Linked DNA regions of Gossypium hirsutum: region 2 is linked to region 1. Evidence: chromatin contacts called from public Hi-C data. All regions are on one chromosome and are shown on one strand. Each heading gives the region's core, a stretch centred on a gene start, on an enhancer-like site or on the middle of the called end of the contact. The rest is flanking DNA. Distances are from core to core; before and after follow the strand shown. Region 1 holds the start of LOC107922179 (probable ubiquitin-like-specific protease 2B). Region 2 holds the start of LOC107922465 (serine/threonine-protein phosphatase PP2A catalytic subunit).

The links. A called contact is a pair of places that touch in the nucleus more often than the background predicts.
Region 2: a contact with region 1 is called in a Hi-C map of leaf, with 2.1 times the contacts expected there. The contact joins the promoter of LOC107922465 here to the promoter of LOC107922179 in region 1. A contact is called at or near these places in 5 of 34 Hi-C or Micro-C datasets (callus, hypocotyl, leaf and 1 more).

Annotation. Positions count from the first base shown.
Region 1 is chrD01:25,950,308-25,953,437 of Gossypium_hirsutum_v2.1, reverse strand. It overlaps LOC107922179 (probable ubiquitin-like-specific protease 2B), which reads left to right and starts at 1,432. Exons shown (of 16, transcript XM_016852073.2): 1 at 1,432-1,862; 2 at 2,697-2,974; 3 at 3,093-3,130. The coding sequence starts at 1,724.
Region 2 is chrD01:26,112,758-26,115,887 of Gossypium_hirsutum_v2.1, reverse strand. It overlaps LOC107922465 (serine/threonine-protein phosphatase PP2A catalytic subunit), which reads left to right and starts at 1,418. Exons shown (of 6, transcript XM_016852514.2): 1 at 1,418-2,147; 2 at 3,013-3,127. The coding sequence starts at 1,895.

The DNA of each region.
Region 1 (3,130 bases), core at 183-2,682:
AGGTGTTAAGAACGCATTGTTTCGGTTTATACCAATGAGGTGTGGCGCCAGTGGTAGAGCCAATGGGGGTTGGCAAGGGCCATAGCCCCCCTAAAGTAGAAAATTTTCCATTTAGGCCCTTTATAATTTATCAAATTTTAAATTAGTAATGGTAAAATTACACTTTGCCCCCAAAAATAATAAAAGTTTATACAATTAAACCATTTAAAATCCATTAAGTTATATAAATTTTTGGAATTTTTTTATTTATGAAAAATGTGCTATTTACTTCTTTAATGGTAGTAAAATCTCTCCAAAGCTTGAGTTATTCATTTAGTACATATTAAAATCAAATTTGAATAAGTATTTTTTAATTTAATTTAGAAATTGTATTAAAATATTATTTAATACAAACTAAATGAATAACTTAAACTTTGAAGAGACTTTATCACCATACGGTCTGGTGGAGCTATTAAAATCAACATAGGTTCCGCTTCGGCAGGAGGAGTTTTGAGAGACTAAAATGGTGAATAGATCATTGGGTTCAATCACAAAATAATGAATAACTTAAAATTTGAAGAGAATTTATCACCATATGGTTTGATGGAGCTGTTAAAATCAACACAGGTTCTGCTTCGGCAGGAGGAGTTTTGAGAGACCAAAATGGTGAATGGATCATTGGTTTCAATCGCAAAATAAGAATATGTTCTATTTTTCAAGCTGAATTATGGGTCACTTTCGATGGTGTGATATTGGCACAAGGAAATCTTCATGATAGAATATTGATACAGACCGATAATTTGGAAGTTATTGGGGCTATCAAGGAGTCCTTATTGAAGGGATCAAATTCCGCATTAATCAGGTGCATTATGCAACTCTTACGAAAGGAGGCGAACTGGTCCATAGATTAGGTGCCTAGAGAAGATAACAAGGAAGCTGATCAATTTACCAAGTTGGCTTTTGATCGAGAGGAAGGATTACAGTTATATTTAGTTTCTTATATAGTTTATTTCTAGTTCTTTGTAATGTTTACTTTCACAAAAAAAACATTTTTTTATTTTTTGAAACTTTCATATATTTAATATTTCTTTTTGAATTTTTAAATTATAATTTTTAAAAGAATTAGGATTTTTATTGAAAATATATTTTAAAACCTTAATTTTTATAATTTTATGTACTTCTTAAAGGTAATAACCAAATTGACAAAAACTGTAAATGTTGATGGTTAAAATAGTTATTCTATCTTTTTATATACTTACAAAATTGGATGAGGTGATCAAAATTAAAATGCAGAGACTAAATTTTAAATTTGTTAAGAGCACAAGGACTTCTAACAGATTTAAACCTATATAAAATTATCGAAATTATGAGGGGTGAACTTATGATAAATCCCAATTCCTTTTCCGATTGAATTCCTATAAATCAAAACCTACGCGCAGAGAGAAGCGTTCATCAATGTTTTCTGTCATCTTATTGATTCGTGTTATTTACTCTCTGAACATGCGCGTTGCTTAATCATCCTAAAGCCAACACGTTTCAAATCTTTTTCTTTTTTTTCTCGCTCGAGCTGGTTTTTTTCAATCTAAGTCGTTGGTTTACACCGAAATTAGGGTAGTGCCTTTCCTCTCCTTGGAAGATCGCGGGTAATTGGTCTCCTGTACGTTTACTCACTGAGTTTCTATTCCCGGCTCACCGAGTTGCCAACTCTTTCATTCATTCTGATTTATAGTCGTCTCACGCGCCAATGAAGAACGGTCTCGAGGTGTTCGACTTCAAGGAGGAGGACGAGATTTCAGAATTGGCAGCTGATAAGTACTTGAGTAAATTGAAAAGCCCTAATTTCGATGACGCCGCGACTCTTAAATGTCAGTTTCTCGAATGCGGTAGGTTTCTAAAACAAATAAATCTTTTTCTTTTTTAAATAATTTTTTGGGCGCTGAAAAAAAGCCCCTAGATAACCGATCGAATTTTCTGTCTAATTTTAAATACACAAAATCCTTACCTCCTTTTAATAAGGCTAGGGAAATGAAAATGAAAATGAAATGATTGAATTGTAGTTAGTAATTGTATGAATTTTATTTTACCAATATTGCAATGAGGTTGTAGGAACCAGTTCGGAATCACTGTTTGGATTGAATTCCATAATTTGGTCAATGCCACTTCCAAAAAAAAAAAAGAAAGAAAAGAAGTGAATGTTAGCTCTGAGTTCACTTCCAATGAAGCAACTAGAATTTTTCAGAGTATGTGGTCATTAGTAGATTGATTGTTTAGTTGTAATCCCTTATTGAGTAACGGTGACCAAGATGTGGAGATATGGTGAATTACAAGCTCTATAGATTGCTTGATCGATGTGAACATTTAGATGTGTCTAATAAGATGATACTCTTTTCTTTCACTAGCATGAAAACATTTATTTCTGTTTGGATTGCTTGTTTTGTGGAGATATGGTTAACTATCCTATAATTTGCTATGGTTTTTATTTTTGGTTTTTCATCTTTTCTGCATGTGTGTATGTGGGATTGGGCTTTGAAAAGTATGAGTCATATTCTCTTTGTTCAGCAATGGATGTTGAATTCGGGATGGTTAAAGTGATATTATATGCAAAATTTATTAAAAAATTGGAATTATAAGATAACTGTAGAGTTAGATGCATGGATGTTTCATATTTACTTAATACCCTGCTTTTCTGATAATAATTCTTTTACCTTTTCTTTAAGTTGCCCGTGGTGCTGCTGTTCAGAGAAAGGGAATGGACAACATTCCTTGTGTAGATGTTGATGCAATTGATGGTGATTATAGTTTTGATGGTGCTACTACAGCTGCCTCACTGGGGGCTGTTGAAAAGGAATTTTCCAAGGAAGGAAATACTGACCTGGATGTTTCCCCAGAGTCAAAGTCCACAAGTTCTGAACAACAGCCAGACTTACAAAATGAAATCCATGAGTTTGAGTTGAGAGATTCATTTTCTGAAGCACCTTCACCTGGGAAAAGACAAGTAAACGATTCCCTTTCTAATTCTCCTTTAAGGGTACTTTTCCAGTTATTCCTGAACTACATTTTGAATTAAGTTATTTATGTTTTGGCTTGCGCTTACATTGTTTTAACTCTTGCAGATTGAGCCAGTGGATCTGGCTTCAGATGCTAATGAAAG
Region 2 (3,130 bases), core at 169-2,668, 160 kb before region 1:
ATAAAGGATTTTGTAAGAAAATAAAAGAAAATGGTGATGGATTTGAAAAGAAAAATGTAAAAGATGTGGGGAAAAGAAGAAAATGGAGAGCTTCTTCTTTCTTCTAAATGGTCAGCTGGTACGATAAGAAAATGGAGGTTCTTTCCCCTTTTATCATTTTTATACTATTATCATTATCCGGTCAAAAGGTAAAATAAATATCATGTCATATGGTTATGGTTTATTTTTAAGACAAAAATGAATTTTAGTATTCCAAAAATCATCCTATCACCACACAAATCTACGAACACAAATATTTAATCATAATTTCTCTTCAAATGACTAAAATATCCTTATTGACAAAATTATTATTTTACCCTTCAACTCGTATTTTTAATCAATTAAGCTCAAAACTTAAAAAATAGCTTAATATTATTTCTAATTAATTCCAACAATCTAAAATTAATTAATTTTGTAAAAAATGAATTTTCTCATCGGATACACGAATAAAGTTCTCAAAAAAGTCTTGTATAAAAAATAAAAAAATTTAAGGCTTTACGATGACTAAATATTCATGATGGTTTTATTTAGAGTATGTTAGGAAGTGTTTGAGATTAAAATTTCATACCATAAATTGATATTGCAATTTGTTTTATGTTAGTATTTGTTTAAGAGGATTTGGAGTGTGTTTGTGGTGACTTTTGAGGGAAATTTTGGTCCTCTGCAATAATGTATCAGTACTATTATTGTTTTTATCAACACTTTGCAAGTTAATGATAAAAAAAATTGATCTAAGGGTCCAAGTTTTGATACCCTCATTTAAGTATTAGATTCAAGTTGACAATAGCTAAAAAGCTATGGTAAATAAGACCAGGTGCCTATACCTGGCACCTAAGTACCGATACCTAAGCTTAGATATAGAACATGGTCGCTCAGAGATTAATACCTAGCCCTTAAGTAGGGCATCTGCATTATTTTGGAAATTTTGGGCTCATTGAAGTGAGGCTCGATTTCGGTCACGAAAACTTCCATTTACCAATGGATTTTTCCTAAATAATTTCAACTTAATTTTACTACATTCATAAGAAGTTATTTAATTGACTCAACAATTTTCAAGCTTTTATTTGATTTTTATAATAGAGGTAATAGTTTATGGAATAGTATATGCATTTTTTTAAATTGTGTTTTTTTTTAATTTAGGATTTTTATTAAAAATATAAAATCTTATTTTTTGTATGTTTGAAATATAAAGTTAAAATTGACAAAAATTATAAAGATTGATATTAAAATAAGTGATTCTAATTTCCTTATAATTGTAGACAAATGAATTACAATTTTTAAATAAAAAAGAATAAAGACTTAATGTCTCAAAATAGATGAACTAAATTTTAAATTTCAAAGTGCATATAAAGCTATGGCATATTTAAATAAAAAAAGTAGGCAAAGGTTGAAAACTTATAAAGAAATGAGCTGAAAAGAAAAAGTTGTCAAGGTACAGGTGTCGCTTCCTCTAGATTTTTTACTGGGCGGAGCCACCGGGGGAGTCTGAAGATCACTCACCACAACAAATACTTGGAATTATTAATTCCAATAATTGCAAAAATGAGAGATTTCAATTTTCAACCAAACAAAAATTATAATAATTAAAAAGGGGCTAAAATTTGCCATTTCATTTGCCTTTGCATTTGAGTTTCATTTCAGACTGCTCGTTTCCCTTTCTTTTTATTCTCCTCTTTTAGCATTTTCATTTCTAAGCAGCGCTGCGATCCAAATAAGTAACCACCAACGCTTGGCGGATCAAAGTCAACCGTTCAGACCGCTTTTTTTTTTCTTTGTGTTTGTTTATTTATTTCCACGATTTTGCGGTCAGTGGTGAAAGGGGGGAATTGGGTGATCGGACGGTGGAGGAACAAGGATGCCGTCTCAGGGAGATCTGGATCGTCAGATCGAGCACCTGATGGAGTGTAAGCCGCTGTCTGAGGCGGAGGTGAAGGCGTTATGCGAGCAGGCACGAGCAATACTAGTGGAGGAATGGAACGTACAGCCTGTGAAGTGTCCGGTAACGGTATGTGGAGATATTCATGGACAGTTTTACGATCTAATAGAGCTGTTTCGGATAGGAGGGAATGCGCCTGATACAAATTATCTCTTCATGGGAGATTATGTAGGTATGTTTGTCAATTTTTCATAGGGTTCTTTCCCTGTTCTTTTAACTTTTTGGTGGATTATTTGAAGTTTGTTGTATTGATTTAAGAGTTTCCTAGTCCTTCCTCTTTTTTCTTTTAATTTTCTGAATAATATTTGCTGAGTTTGTTTTTGTTTTAAGAGTTGGAACTCATGAAAAAAATAAGGTTAGATAAACCTCTAGTTTTTGAAATCTATTAATTAGAAAATAATAGGTTGGCCGTAAATCTATTTTACACCTTATTTTTAGTAGGATTGCAAATAAATTTTTACTCCTAGTGTTAAATTAAAATTCTAGGGTAACTTATTATCCTAACCATCGATATGCCTGATAATTAACAAGACTGATAATATAATAGCATAATGAACAAAAAAAAAGCTCCATAGAATAGCATAATAGTGGTAGCTTCCGTGTTATATTATCATGTTACTAAAATTGAGAAAACAAAAATGCCTTTCAGCATCGCCCCTTAGATGCTTAAAACTGCTGAGAATTTTGGGTAGGAATGGTATTTGAGCTTGCCCTGCTTGGTCTAAACTGTTGGCAGTCTTTTTGATTAGTTTCTTACCTCTGAGGTGGAGTTGTACTGTGAGACTAAGTTCTTGGACTAAGTTTGGACTTTCAGCTTTTTAAGGAATTTTTCTATGTACTAGAAATAATAGCCACTATTGCGTCAATCCTTATAAATGTGAAGTTGCTACCTTGTCTAAAGCTTTTAGATGGTAAAGGGAGTGGGATGTAGGTAGAAGTCAGGACATTTTATAGTGCCTATATAATTTCTGCTGTATGCAAATCCATATTTATGAATTGGAAAGGGGTTTTATTTTAACCTTATTGCATATGTGCAGATCGTGGGTACTACTCAGTTGAGACTGTCACACTCTTGGTGGCACTAAAAGTCCGTTATAGAGATAGAATCACAATCCTTAGAGGAAATCACGAGAGCCGTCAGATTACACAAGTGTA